Regions from separate parts of the Sus scrofa genome. Here regions 1, 3, 4 and 5 are each linked to region 2. The links are chromatin contacts, called in public Hi-C, HiChIP or PLAC-seq and promoter capture Hi-C maps. All regions are on one chromosome and are shown on one strand. The core of a region is the stretch at or near the end of the contact, and the rest is flanking DNA. Distances in the headings are between cores, read along the strand shown. Region 1 holds the start of SF3A3 (splicing factor 3A subunit 3). Region 2 holds the start of RRAGC (ras-related GTP-binding protein C). Region 3 holds the start of YRDC (yrdC domain-containing protein, mitochondrial). Region 4 holds the start of UTP11 (UTP11, small subunit processome component homolog (S. cerevisiae)). Region 5 holds the start of INPP5B (type II inositol 1,4,5-trisphosphate 5-phosphatase).

Region 1 (2,724 bases), core at 58-2,557, 830 kb before region 2:
TTTATTCAATGGGATAAAGACAATAAAAAGGTCTCTCATCTGTTCATATCAAGTCAGATTTTTGCCACCAAGTAATTAAAAGAACAAATAACCTTTTGTTTTTGGAGTACTTTGCTTTTGGGAATTTAGCTAAGGGACTAGGGCTTATAATATTAATTATGTCCTCCAAACTAGAAATTCTGATTAGATCTTTTTTCCCTTTCTAAATAGGTTTCAAACACGCAAAAACAGAGCTAGAAAGCACAGTATAATGAACCTCCACTTACCTACCACTCAGTTTTAATACGTACCAACATTTTAGTTTTGACTCTTTCTAAAAAAAAATGGAACTATTACTAGAAAAATGCAGCCTGGTAAGCAAAAAATATTTCAATACAGTGTTCTGAGAGGAAAACACTAATACACAGCATTCTCTTTGGGGGAGAAGGCAGAGTACCGTCTGAGTTTGAATCACTATAACTACTCTTTGGTCATCCACTGGACAGAGGAGGCTTTAAAGAGGCATCTTCCCCGGTAATGAATAATGAATGAGTTTCCCATTCAAAGAAGTGAGCAAGGGCAGTTAAGCACCCTCAGGTTTGGCAGCGTGTGGACATTTGGCAGGCATACAAACCCTCGACTGGCCAATCTGGTTACCTGTGGCCAGGGCTCCTGTTGACACCCGTGTCCCCCCTCCTCCCTCTTCCAGTCCATCACGACCCAAAGAGAAGCGAACAGCAGGGCACTCACATCTTGCATGGCCCGTGTGCGGTGGTCAGAATTGATCTGGTCCCGGAGCTGAAGAAAGGCAAACGGTGACAAGGACGCCGTTAGTCGTTGTTCTGGAGTTAGGACGGGCGCCCGAGGGCGGAGCTTACCCGCTCAGGTCTTAGCGGCCCAAGCCGAGAGGCCTCTGGGCGCAGGGCCCGGGGAGAATGTTACCAAGGCGAGAGTTTCGGGAGCGAGTCCGGGGAGGGGGCGGGCGCGGAGCAGGTCTGGGGCTCTCTGAGGTTAAACACGGGCAAGGGGCCCAGTTTCAGGGGTACCCCTGCCCAGGCCCCACTCACCGTGGACTTCTTGGTGAGCATCTCTTTAGCCATGACGTCCATAAGCCGTTCCTTCTCCTCATGATAGCGCCGCTGTTGCTCCAGAATCGTCTCCATCGTCCCTCCTCCCGAGCCGCAAGGCGGACCACCGAAACGGCCGGAAACGACTTCTGCCGCCTTGCGCGCCCGCGTCGCCGAGCCGCGCGTCCGGCTGCACCAAAGTTCCGCGGCTGCCGGAAGTGCTTCGAAGACTCGACGAAAAGTGAGCACCGCGGGAGACCCAATCAGTGCTCGGGACACGGCTGCAGTGCCCCCTGCTGGCCGGGGGTGTGTTGCGCGATGCCCAACGGTTTCCAGGTGCCTCTAGGGGGCAGGCAGATATCCACCAACACCCTGGCTTCAAGGGATCTGACCTGGTTTTCCGGGGCCTCCTGAGGCCGAGAGGGTAGGAAACTGGATGAGTGGTTGAAGCGTATGGATGGGAGTAGGGAACCGGAACTTGAGTCTCCAGCTCTTTGTGTGACCTTTGACAAAGTTTTTCTCTTCTCGGGACCTCCGTGTCCTTGTCAGTAAAATGGGGATGAGAGCAGGGTTTTTTTTCTTTTTTTCTTTTTTTTTTTGCTTTTTAGGGCCGCACTTGCAGCATATGGAGGGTTCCAGGCTAGGGGTCCAATCAGAGCTACAGCTGCCGGCCTACACCTTAGCCACAGCAACGCAGGATCCCAGATGCTTCTGCGACCTATACCACAGCTCACCACAACGCCAGATCCTTAACCCACTGAAAAACGCCAGGGATTGAACCCACTACCTCATGGTTCTTAGGTGGATTCGTTTCCACTGCGCCACGACGGGAACTCCTCCTTTCCTTTTCTTTGCCTTCCTTCCTTTTTCTTTCTTTCTGCATATGTGGAAGCATCCTAATTGTCGATCAGCAGGGGGCTGGTTAAATAAAATATGGTACATCCAAGAAGCAAAATGCTATTCGGCTTTAAAAAAAAAAAAAGTGAAGCAAGTCCATATGTCCACTTCTAGGTAGAGAAATGAAAACAAGTCCATATGTTCAGATGTTCATAGCAGTGATATTCATTATAGACAGAAACAGGATGCAACTCACAAATCCATTAACTGGTAAATGGGCAAACCAAATGTGATGTGTCCATATAATGGAATATTATTCAGCAATAAAGGAATGCTGAGATATGGACGAACCATGAAAACATCACACTAAGTGAAAGAAGCCAGACACAAAAAGTGACATAGCTTATGTCCAGATGGCATATCTATACACAGTAAACGAGTGGTTTCCTGCTGCTGGAGGTGAGACAGGAAGCAACTGCAAAAGACACAGGAAATCTTTTGGGGGATGATAAAAATGTTCTAAAATTGGATTGTGGTGATAGTTGCACAGCTGTGATAAATTTCCTAAAATTAATTGAATTGTACACTTAACTTGGGTGAATTTTATGGTATGTAACTTCTACCTCAGTAGAAGCTGTTTAAAAATTCTGTTGGGGGAGTTCCTGTTGTGGAGCAGCAGAAACAATTCTGACTAGTATCCATAAGGATGTGGGTTTGATCCCTGGCCTCACTCAGTGGGTCTGGGATCTGGTGGTGCTGTGAGCTGTGGCGTAGATTGCAGATGCAGCTCAGATACAACCCCTAGCCTGGGAACTTCCATACAGTGCGGGCCCTAAAAAGC
Region 2 (2,740 bases), core at 173-2,672:
TTCCCCTCACTGTTACTTTCTAGAAAAGAAAAACAGACAGTTACTCCCAAGGTTTAGGCAGTGAGCAACAAGTGAAAAGAATTAAAATCACTTTGCTAAAAACCTACCATAAAATGTACTCAGATTTCTCCATAAAGGTGACAAGATAAAACACAGTAATTCAGTCAATTCGGAAGGCTATTTTTAAAAAATATCATGTCTACATAATATCACGCAGAGACCTTTATTTTGGAGAGACCTTTGCAACAGAGTGGAAAGGGCAAAACACCAGGGATCTAGCATTTTACTACCAGCTCACTTTGTGTGTAAGAGGTATAGCTGAGAGCTCAATCCTGCCCCTACGTCCTCCTGACCAAAAAGTGCATAGCCCTCCATCCGTTCCTGACAGACCCCAAGTGAAAGTTGGCATAGGTCTGCAGATGTTCTCCAGGTCTCAGAAAATTCCTGTAGCCACATACAAACGGGCAACATCACTAGTAACTATGCTCACCGGGCCACAGATACTAAAATAGGTGGGAAAAGTGCCCCCAATTCCCACTAACGTCACAGTAAAGTCTCCTTCAAACTAGTAACAAGAGCGGGCATTACAAGGGCTAGGGAGTTAGTCGCAACTCTTTCTGATGCTGCTCCCTGGGGCTCACCTGGGAAGCCCTTGCAAACTGAGGTCACCTGAAGTGAAAGGAACACTCAACCAGGGCCAGGGAGGGAGTCCAGGAAGTTCTCCAAGTTAGAACCATGGAGCACGTCTCAGTTTCGTGAATGGAAGAGGGGCTGGGTCCCAGGAGGCGAGATCCCGGGCGGAGCCACAGGCACCTGCCTCGCTCTGGCCACTCGGGGAATACGGGACCCACTCGGCCTCGGCAGACCTGGGCGTGGACTCTGAGACTGGGGTCCCCGCTGCGGCCGCGCCCGGGCTCTGCTCCCAGAAGAGAAGAGAAAGCGCGCTGGGACAGCCCAGCCGGCCACCCCGGCCTACGCCCTCCTCGGGGCCTCCCCGCCCTGCGGCCACCCGCGCCCCCGGGGAGGGGAGGGGGGAGGGGCGGAGGGGCCGGCGCGGCCCCACTCACCTTCTGGATGGAAGACTTGCCGCTGCGCCGGAGCCCCATGAGCAGAATCCTCGGCTTGGAGCTGTCAGCACCCCCCGGGCCACAGCCTCCACCGGCCCCCGCCCCAACCCCGCCACCCCCGGCTGCAGCCTCCTCTTCCTCCTCCTCCACGCCGTAGCCGAAGTCCTTTGGGAACGAGTCCGCCGCGCCGTAACTGCCGGCGAGGGGCGTCTCCTCTGCCCCGTACTGCAGGGACATGGTGCCGGAGCCGGAGCCGGAGCCGCCGCCGCCCGCGCCCTGACAGGCCAGGCCAGGCCGAGCCAGGCCGCCGCCTCCCCAGTCCGCTGCCGCCGCCGCCGCCCCCGGCAGCCGCCACAGCCGTGCGGCCCGCCCCCCGGAGCCCGGCTCTCATAGGCTCCGCGCCCGGGCCCAGCCTCTCATTGGCTACCCGAGCTGCCACTCGGGAGCAGCAGGGTAGGTGGTGCCCGTCACGTGCCCGGAATCACCTGACTCGGAGCTGTGGAGGGGGGAGGAGGAGTCACGAGGAGGGTGGCTCGGCCCGGGCCGAGCCCGCTGCCCTCCGCCCCGACGCGCACCTCGGTCCTGCCCAGCCTTGCTTCTCACCGCTCCCCTGCCTGCCTCGGGCTCCAGAGGCCATCGCAATAGCAGATGCTCTCTGGACACTTGGGAGAAAAAAACGATTGCCCTCCTCCTACTATTGTGCTCGCCCAACCAGTATTTATTGATGCCCGCGAAGTCCTGGGGCACAAAACTGGAACCGACTCGGACCCTGCCTGTCCTCAAGTTGCTCCAAGATTAATAGAGCCTGGGCCTCTGCGTAAGTACCTTCAGTACTAGGTATGAACTGGGAAGGTCAAAGGTACAGATAAAACAGCTCGGGGAGTTGGGTGGGTGAAAACGTCTCTTAGGAGCTGGCGTCTGAGCTGGTCTAAAAGGGTGGATCTGGTTGGGATATGCAAGAGTATAGAGGAGGAGCCTGACAGAATGTGGGCACAGCCTCAACCAAGGCAGTCCAGAGTGAGATACAGTTCGTTTTAGCAGGTACCCGGACCCTGATAGGAAAGCACACGCAAGCAAGCTAGAATGTTTTATCCTCTTTCTTCAGCAAATCACTGGCAATGAATACTGCTGCCACTTCAAGAACAGGACCTAATTCCCTCTGCTTCTCACTTAGTCAAAGTCTACTTCTTCATTAATTCTATCCTCCCACAGAACACTGCCCCTTCTATGACCTCGTTCAGATGGGAGACCAAAGGAAAGAATAATGAAAGCAAACCGGAGCAAATGCTTGTCACCAGATATGTTTGGGAAAGCTAGAGGGAGGAATTTTCAGTCAGACTTTAGAACTGGAAATTTGTCAAAAGAGGATCTTCCTCTTAAAGGGGGCGGGGGTGGTGATGCTAGTGTTCCAAGCAAACTAACTTTTTGATTATGAAAGGAAAGCATGTATGCAAATTTGGGACTTGGTTATGTCTGAATCTACAAGTTAAAGATGGGACACATCCGTAGAGGTCATCTTGTCCAACCTCTCACCTAGAGAATCCACTCCACAGCGTCTGACTGATGGATATTATGCAGCATACACTTCAGTAGTTCCAAGGGAAGAGAGCTCACTATCTCAATGGGCAGTCAATTCCACTGTGGTAAAATTTTGTCTGTCTCTTATTGAGGCC
Region 3 (2,700 bases), core at 139-2,638, 970 kb before region 2:
GTTGGCGCTGGTGAGGGCAAGTGGTCCCCCAAACACCTGGGCCAAATCCTGCATGAAGGCATGGTCGGGAATCCGGACGCCTACAAGCTTTGAGGCAAGGGAAAGGGCATCATCAGAAAGGCTGGAAGGGGTGGGCAATGGGTCTGACTTGGATCCTAGCAAAAGCCAAATGGCAAGAGTCTGGGGACACAAGAGAACCTGACTCACGGGAGTGAAGGGGTTCAGGTCCTTGTTGAGCTCTTCTGAGCGTTCCATCACCAGGGTCACTGGTCCTGGCAACAGGTCGTTCAGGAGCCCCTCAGGTACTCTCACATGGCAGTACCTGGGAACAAAGTGGGCACAAATCCAACCAAACGAAAGGCACTGCTGGTCCTATTCCAGACTCTAGGGAGATCTAGAAAAGGTGACCCTAGCGACTACAAGGGGATCCACCTGTCTTTTTTCTTCAAGCCCCCAAGAATTTGAGCAGAAGGTAGGGCACCAGTGGAGCATCCCAAGCTTGGAGCCCACATGCCTCTCGTCTCCGAGCTACAGCGCTTTCACGCTCCATGTTTTACTTTCTTCATGGCACTATTAAACTAAGCAATGTGGTCCCCCGCTTTTTTCTTAAACCGTGGCAGTCCCCCCCCCCCATTACCACGAAAGCGTCAGAATAGGGACCCCTACTGCCTCAATTATCGGTGCGCCCCCGAGCTCGTTTAAGGCTGGCAGACGCCAAGTGCTTCGCACACGTTTCCAGTTCCGGATTCCTGGGTGAGCATGGACAAGCCCCTCCCGCTCTCTGCGCCTCAGTCTCCCAAGCCTGTCACCGGAAACCCCTCCCGCGGTGCCGCCCCCAGCGGGGCCGGGTCGGGGCGGCCTCACCTGTAGACGTCGGCCACGCGGCCCAGGCATACGGCCAGCGGCTTGGTCTCGCTGCGGCCCTTGGCGAGGTACACGGCGCCCAGTGCTTCTGAGCAGCTCGCGGAGCAGGCCAGGCCGTACAGCGTATCGGTGGGAACGGCCACCACGGCGCCGGCGCGCAGCTCGGCCACGGCGGCCCGCAGTGCCTCGGTCCAGCCGGCGCGCTCCGGGCTTGCGGCCCGCACGGCCCCGCTCCCTGGGAGCCGCAACAGCCGGGCCCCCGGCGCTGCCGGAGCGGGGCTCGGCGGGCGGAGGAGACGCCCGCTCCGGGCGGAGCCCGCCGGCCCCTCGCTCAACCCCATGCTGGCAGCCACCGCGGCCCTCAGCCCCCTGCACGGACGCGCCGGAGACATCCGCCCAGACCCACTTCCGGGAGGAAGTGACGCGCCCACTCAGCTTCCGGTTCGAGAAGCTCGGCCCCACCTCCGCGCCGGGCAACTTAAAGGGACCGCGACCCCCAGGAGGATTGAAGGAGACCGGTGGGGACGGGGCGGGGCGCAGCTTTGCGGAGCCCTGGCGCAGCGCTGGGGAGGGGGGGCGGCCGAAAGGGGGGCGGTGGTCGGGCCGCGCAGGCGGAGATGGAATGGGGCCCGGGCTCAGACTGGTCACGGGGGTGAGAGGGGGCCCGTCGGGGAGGGGGGAAGGGGCTCTGACCCCGCGCAAGCGCCGGCCCTGACCGTCTGTCTCGCTCTCTCCCGGGCAGGGAGGCTGCCGGCGTGGACCGTGGGAAGGCGGGGCTGGGGCTCGGCGGGAGGCCACCCCCGCAGCCGCCCCGGGATGAGCGCGCCCAGCAGCTGCTGGACGCGGTGGAGCAGCGGCAGCGGCAGCTCCTGGACACCATCGCCGCCTGCGAGGAGATGCTGCGGCAGCTGGGCCGCCGGCGCCCGGAGCCGGCTGGTGGCGGGGTCAGTGCCCACCCCGGGCTGGGCCTGGGAGGTGGGGACTACCCACTGGCCGCACTTGCTAGCCCTAGCTTTCCCTGGAGGGTGGAAGAGTGTCCCCACCGCTTTACCCCCACTGCCTTTCATCTGGATGAGAGGCTTTGAAAAAGTTAAGTGCTATCCAGATGCCAAGTGGCCATCTCTTGCGGGGGCCTAATCCAGGGCCTTTCTTCCCAGCCTCACTTTTTTTTCCCCCCCCCAACCTGTTCCAATCAGAACGTCTCAGCCAAACCTGGAGCGCCCTCCCAGCCAGCTGTCTCCACCAGAGGTGGCTTTCCAAAGGATGCTGGCGATGGAGCTGCGGAGCCCTGACCATCTCCGAGCGGGGCGCCCTGACTTCTCTCCCTCCCCGGGGCTGGTGGCTGGACTCTGAACAACTCCCTTTCAATAAAGGGGCCAGTCTTCACTGGCAGTGGCTGGTATTTGGCTCTCAGCCTGGGGTGGCAGCTCTGCTGGCAGCTGGGTTCACTCCCACTTCATCCTGGCCGAAGGCAGTGCTGAGCTTTGAAATGTAGCCAGCGAATACCCAGTCTGATTATCCGGATTTGGGCAGGCCAGCAGTGCTTGCCAGAGTGGTCTGGCCTGCTTTGTGGGATCCAGGTGGTGTTACATGTCCATTTCATGCTTTGGGGGCTCTTAGCCCCAGGAAACACTTTTAGCAGAGCCTTGATTAAAAGGAAACCTGCAGACTCTCCTGGTGACCGACCTTTTCCTTTCTGTCCCCTGTCTAAGACTTTGATGCCTGGGGATGGGGGGAAGCGGTTGAAAATGGACAACCATGGGCAGGGATGGGAAAAAAATGCCACAGATACTACCAGGTTTAAATAAGCATTTAATTAGGATTTCATTAGTATTT
Region 4 (2,700 bases), core at 115-2,614, 810 kb before region 2:
CAGGGTTGAGCCCTGTCAAGAGACACAGGTGCAGAGTTCCCGTTGTAGCTTAGCGGTAACGAACTGGACTAGTATCCATGAGGACACATGTTCAATCCCTGACCTTGCTCAGTGGGTTAAGTATCCGGTGTTGCTCTGAGCTGTGGTGTAGGTCACAGATGCAGCTTGGATCCTACAGCATTGCTGTGGCTGTGGTGTAGGCTGGCAGCTGTAGCTTGGATTGGACCTCTAGCCTGAGAAATTCCATATGCCATGGATGCAGCCCTAAAAAGCAAAAATAAATAAATAAACAAATAAAATAAAAAAGACGCAGATGCAATTACAGAACTTGCTAAAGGTTAACTTCACATGGTGGAAAAGAAGCCAAATGCCCCTGGAATGCTCCGCTGTGCCCAACTCTCTATCTATCCTTACAAGTATGTTTAGTATTACAACAATAATAACAATAATAGGTCCAATAAATTGTGAACTTACTAATGGGCGAACAGAGTATTAAGGACTTTAAACATTTAAACATTTTATTCTCACAACAATCCTGTAGTATAGTATTATTACCTCCATTTTACAGATGGGAGATAAGGTTCAGTGAAGCTAACTTTGTTTTGGCTGCTAACAGTTAGGATCAGAACACACCTCCGTGGTTTATGGTCCTAATCATTACATGGTACTGCCTCTGACACTCATTCTGTCAGCCACACCTTGAGGGTGTGAGAGACTTAGAACTCTGTAATTAATGCCATGATATGACTCCTTCGTTCAACTATGAGCTCTTTGACCGCCCTATGAGGCAAGCAGTGCATGCTATTATTATCCTTGCTTTATAGATGAGAAAAACGATGTTCATTAAAGTCAAGCGACCTGTCCAAAGTCACATAGCCAGTAACTGGCAGAGCCAGACATGACTTTAAGGTCGCTGTCTCCTTGTAGAAAGCTTTCTCTGGTACACGGGGAAAATTCATGGGGGTCCTAGCTTTAAACGCACCGCGTAAATACGTCAAATGAAGAGGCGTATGAGACTGAGCAGGCGCACACAGGTCCAGCTCGGCCCTAGGGCAGTGCCTGCCGCTTGTTTCCAGGTACCGACCCACAACCGAGTGTGAAGTCCAGTACACGTGGACCAAGGTCTGGCGAACCAAACTGGCTGTCGTAGAGTTATGAGACTAGACCTAAGGAACTACACTTCCCAGAAACAGCTTGGGGAGGGCGCCTTTGCTCCATGACGTACTTCCTGAAGGGCAGGCTCTGGATACGCTGCCGAGAAGAAGTAGGCGGTCCTAAGCCGCCGGCGGCTTGGCCTATTTCCGGTAGGATCTGTAGAAACGGCGGCTGATCCGGTGAGGAACCTGTGTTGCCTACTGCGCTGTTCCAGAAGCGAGCCGACATGGCGGCGGCTTTTCGGAAGGCGGCTAAATCCCGGCAGCGGGAACACCGAGAGCGAAGCCAGGTAGGACCGCATAGTCCCCACTAGCGCTGGCCTGTGGGCCCGTGTGCTATCCTCGTCGCAAACCTACTCCGTTTTACCTGTGGGTCTTGGCCTTTTCTATGCAGAGATGCTACGTGTAAATACCTGCAAATATATGCTAATGACGCTGGCGTAGCTGGGACCGAGGCTCGTGGTTCGAGGCTCGCGGTTCGGAGAGGAGAGAGGAGGAGGAGGAGGTTGTAGTTCTCTCTAGGAAGAACGCGGCTGTCCTCATACTTTGGGGATAATCAAAGCTATCTTGCGAGTTTTCAATGAAGTAGTTAAATGAGATGCTGTTTGTAAAGTGCTTTTTTTTTTCCGGGGAAGCTGAGGTCAAAGTTCACACAGTAAGTGCCCACATCTAAAGATGCTCAGCTGTGCCCACTGCGTGTGCAGAATTGGTTTTTTTTTTTCTTCTTCCTTTTTTTCCGGCCTTCCGCCCCGCTTCCGGAAGTTCCCGGGCCACGTATGGAACCTGTGCCGTAGCAGTGACAACACCCCATCTTTAATTTGCTGAGCCATCAGGGAACTCTGAGATTGGTGTTCTTAATGTGATACCATCATCATGCCTGGGCCTTGGGGTCAATGAAGATTTATCACATACGCTTTTTGTTTCTGTCTCACCATGTAGTGTTGGTGTTTTTCATCCCCGTTACACAGATGAATAAACTGAGGTCCAAAGAGTGAAACTGATTTGCCCGATCAGAAACACCAAATTCAGGCCTAGTAAAGAGTTGTAGGACGTCTTTGGTGGATGTGCCTGTGTGGGAGGGTTGAGTAGAAATTTGCTTAGTATATGCAGAATCAATTTATTCTAGTGCTCTCAGGAATCACACAATATCCAATTCAGAAAGGTCTGTAGGGTATCTGGTCCAACTTCATTTTATAAGATGGGGAAGAGAGAGAGAAGGATATGTCTAAAGTTGTACCACTGATGAGTGGAATGGAAGTAAGGCCTCCCAACCACAGTTCCATCTTACTGCTTTATCGTATTTATCCGACATTTGTTGTGCACTTGCTGTGTGCTCAGCGGTGTGCTGGGAGTAGTGTAATTTGCCAACTTCTTTGCACCTATGTGTGGACCTATCTAAAAGTAAAAACACCTAGAAGTGCTTACTGTGTGTGGGAGCCAAAGTGCAAAATGCTTTGCTTTTCTAATCACATTTAGCTTTCAAGTGTGTGTGGAAGTAGGTACTATTTTTTTTTATATTTGCAATGGGGAAGCTAAGACTCAGGTT
Region 5 (2,700 bases), core at 71-2,570, 860 kb before region 2:
TTAATAAGTGCTGGTTTCTGGAGTTCCCATCGTGGCTCATCAGTAATGAACCCGACTAGTATCCATGAGGACGTGGATTTGATTCCTGGCCTCGCTCAGTGGGTTAAGGATCCAGCGTTGCTGTGAGCTGCGGTGTGGGTTGCACACATGGCTCAGTTCTGGTGTTGCTGTGGCTGTGGCATGGGCCGGCATCTGCAGCTCCAATTGGACCCCTAGCTTGGGAACTTCCATGTGCCGCAGGTGAGGCCTTAAAGTTAAAAAAAAAAAAAAGTGCTGGTTTCCTTCTCCCTGCATGCCGCCTCCCCCCCCCACCCCCACCCCCCCCGACCCCATGGCACAGAGAGAGGGAGGCAAGCAGATACACACGTGCGGACACCAGTCATTCCACTTGCCAAGGCCAGGCAGGATATGATGAGGCAGTACTCCCCCTCAGCCAGGGTCTCCTGGATGGCCACAGACTGGTCCATGCTGGGCCCCCGCTGAGCAGACACACCCTGGGGGAGGGCAAACGGGGGCTCCTTAAGTCAACAAGTCTCCCAGTGGGTGATGGAGCTGCCTCCGAGGGCTGGGGGCAGGGAGGAGGGGCTTTTGTGCTGGGAGAGGGTGGAGGAGGCCGGATCCTCTCCCTCCTCCTCCCCGCCCCTCCCCTCTAGAATGGACCTCTTAGTTTCTAGGGAGAGGGGCCAAACCTTTGCCTCTGGTGGGAGGTACAATGTGCTGTACCACCCTTTGTCTGGAAGGGCATCCAAGCGTTTCTAAATGGGGTCCAGTCTACTTGTCGGATGTGGAGTGGTGCCTTGTCCCATTACTGGAGAGCAGGACACTGTCCCACTGCTCCTGGGATGGAGCTCTGCCTCTCTTTTGGGGGAGCAGAATGAGTCCTGCTGGCACCTCTCAGGGAGGTGTCAGAGGGGTATCTCCATGGGGTTGTGGAGAAACCCTGTTCCTCTCAGAAAAGGAGCCTCTCAGCCTGGACAAGTCCTGTGCTCCTTTCCTTGGAGATGGGAAAGTGTCCCGTTGCTCCTTGGCCCTCCCCCAGCCCAGCAGGCCCCATTGCATCAGCCGCAGGCCAGGGTGTCTGGTTCTGACAGCCTCAGGACAGGGGTCCCGGCCCTCAAGTTGTCCAGTCCCTCCTGCTCAGCCCTGCCTGGCTTCCCTGCTCCCACCAGCTCCTGCTACCCTGCCATTGCCACCTACCTCTAGAGCTGTCACCGCTGCTGGCGGTGCGGAACACCGCGGCCCGGCCCCGGGGCCCAGCCAGGGACTACATTTCCCAGCAGCCCCTGCGCCACAGGCTGGTCAGCCGCCTGCAAGTCCCAGCATGCCCGCGCCAATCCCTAGGGGAGGGCCCTCCTGTCCCTGCCCCGGGTAACCCCTTAGGACCTGGGATAGAATGGGCTCCTATTCCAACAACGTTTTCCTAAGGACTGCTCCTGCCTCACCGTCCACCCTCTGTCATGGAGCCAGAACCTCCTGCCCAGGGCCCAGGAAGAAGATGGTCACTTTAAGGGACAACATTTTCTCCTGAGTGTCCTCCTCAGCTCTCAACACTGGCCTCTACTGGAACTCTCCCTCCCCAAATAATTACCCCAACCTAGCTTAAAGGAGAACAACACTATGAAGAACCACAGTCCCCATTTTCCAGGTGAAGAAACTGAGGCTCAGGTTGCATAATTTGACCAAGGCCCCACCGCAGCTAGCAAAGTGGCAAAATGGGGCCTCTATTTAAAGTCTGATTCCAGAGTTCCCATTGTGGCTCAGAGGAAATGAATCTGACTAGTATCCAAGAGGATGGAGGTTTGATCCTTGGCCTGGGTCAGTGGGTTAAGGATCCGGCATTGCCATGAGCTGTGATGTAGGTTGCAGACGCAGCTCGAATCCTGCATCACTGTGGCTATGGTATAGCCTGGCAGCTACAGCTCCGATTCAGCCCCTAGACTAGGAACTTCCATGTGCCACAGATGCTGCCCTAAAAAGACAAAAAAAAAAAAAAAAAAAAAAATCCTAATTACAACTTCTTTGCCATCAACACTGCCACGTGTGCATTTCCTCCCTTAGCCTCAGCAGTGTCTGTGATGGCAGCACCCGGTCCTGCCTGCCTCATGGGGCTGTTTGAGGTTCATGGATACAAACGCTTCATAAAGGGTGTGACCCTGTGCATATACAGTACTTCGCTGAGACCCCATCCTCTCTCCTTCTCAGGGAGGAAAGAGGTCAGGGAAGGGGGTCCCTTGGCTCTCAAGAGAGCCTGAGTGTTGACTTTGTTGTTCTCCAGCCCCTTCCCCTCGTTCACCTGGCCTCAGGCACCTGGGTAAAGCATCCCTCCTTTGGGACCTCGATTTCCCCACCTAAGATAAGGACAAAAAGGGCCAGCTCAGATCAGGGAGTCCAGCCTATTGGCCATTTGAGTAAACTGTAAGCTCCCCCAATAGTCTCACCCCAGTGTAGTTTGTGGCACACAGGTAACCTTCAGGATATGTTTATTGAATTAGCAAATTACCTTAATAAATACTCCTTCTCTCAAGCTTTGAGCCAAGCTGAAGGGTCAGTCCTGGGGAAGAAGTGACCATGCGATTTTCTTCTTTTTTCTTTGGAGGCATATGGAGGTCAAATCGGAGCTGCAGCTGGAGCCTAGGCCACAGCCATGCTGGATCCGAGCTGCGTCTGTCACATATGCCACAGCTTACTGCAATGCTGGAT

Evidence for each region. Promoter capture Hi-C pulls out the DNA fragments that hold promoters and counts their contacts. A called contact is a pair of places that touch in the nucleus more often than the background predicts. HiChIP or PLAC-seq counts read pairs in DNA pulled down with a chosen protein or histone mark.
Region 1: an H3K27ac HiChIP or PLAC-seq map of alveolar macrophages shows a contact between it and region 2. The contact joins the promoter of SF3A3 here to the promoter of RRAGC in region 2. A contact is called at or near these places in 1 of 5 promoter capture datasets (liver), 2 of 47 Hi-C or Micro-C datasets (embryonic fibroblasts and heart right ventricle) and 1 of 2 datasets of contacts at active chromatin or transcription factors (alveolar macrophages).
Region 3: a promoter capture Hi-C map of liver shows a contact between it and region 2, with 11 times the contacts expected there. The contact joins the promoter of YRDC here to the promoter of RRAGC in region 2. A contact is called at or near these places in 1 of 5 promoter capture datasets (liver) and 2 of 2 datasets of contacts at active chromatin or transcription factors (alveolar macrophages and skeletal muscle).
Region 4: a Hi-C map of liver shows a contact between it and region 2, with 9 times the contacts expected there. The contact joins the promoter of UTP11 here to the promoter of RRAGC in region 2. A contact is called at or near these places in 1 of 5 promoter capture datasets (liver), 1 of 47 Hi-C or Micro-C datasets (liver) and 1 of 2 datasets of contacts at active chromatin or transcription factors (alveolar macrophages).
Region 5: a promoter capture Hi-C map of fetal skeletal muscle shows a contact between it and region 2, with 15 times the contacts expected there. The contact joins the promoter of INPP5B here to the promoter of RRAGC in region 2. A contact is called at or near these places in 2 of 5 promoter capture datasets (fetal liver and fetal skeletal muscle) and 2 of 2 datasets of contacts at active chromatin or transcription factors (alveolar macrophages and skeletal muscle).

Annotation. Positions count from the first base shown.
Region 1 is chr6:93,975,017-93,977,740 of Sscrofa11.1, forward strand. SF3A3 (splicing factor 3A subunit 3) reads right to left here and starts at 1,308. Exons shown (of 17, transcript XM_003127795.2): 1 at 1,047-1,308; 2 at 730-777. The coding sequence starts at 1,142.
Region 2 is chr6:94,801,595-94,804,334 of Sscrofa11.1, forward strand. It overlaps RRAGC (ras-related GTP-binding protein C), which reads right to left and starts at 1,423. Exons shown (of 7, transcript XM_003127801.4): 1 at 1,068-1,423. The coding sequence starts at 1,304.
Region 3 is chr6:93,832,388-93,835,087 of Sscrofa11.1, forward strand. It overlaps YRDC (yrdC domain-containing protein, mitochondrial), which reads right to left and starts at 1,389. Exons shown (of 5, transcript XM_021095978.1): 1 at 865-1,389; 2 at 208-322; 3 at 1-87. The coding sequence starts at 1,256. C6H1orf122 reads left to right here and starts at 1,379. Exons shown (of 3, transcript XM_021095979.1): 1 at 1,379-1,516; 2 at 1,607-1,808; 3 at 2,061-2,538. The coding sequence starts at 1,482. The coding sequence ends at 2,156.
Region 4 is chr6:93,992,322-93,995,021 of Sscrofa11.1, forward strand. It overlaps UTP11 (UTP11, small subunit processome component homolog (S. cerevisiae)), which reads left to right and starts at 1,365. Exons shown (of 8, transcript NM_001244742.1): 1 at 1,365-1,444. The coding sequence starts at 1,382.
Region 5 is chr6:93,943,078-93,945,777 of Sscrofa11.1, forward strand. INPP5B (type II inositol 1,4,5-trisphosphate 5-phosphatase) reads right to left here and starts at 1,321. Exons shown (of 25, transcript XM_021095974.1): 1 at 1,198-1,321; 2 at 411-494. The coding sequence starts at 467. All of the region lies in intron 2 of LOC106510652 (a long non-coding RNA gene), which reads left to right.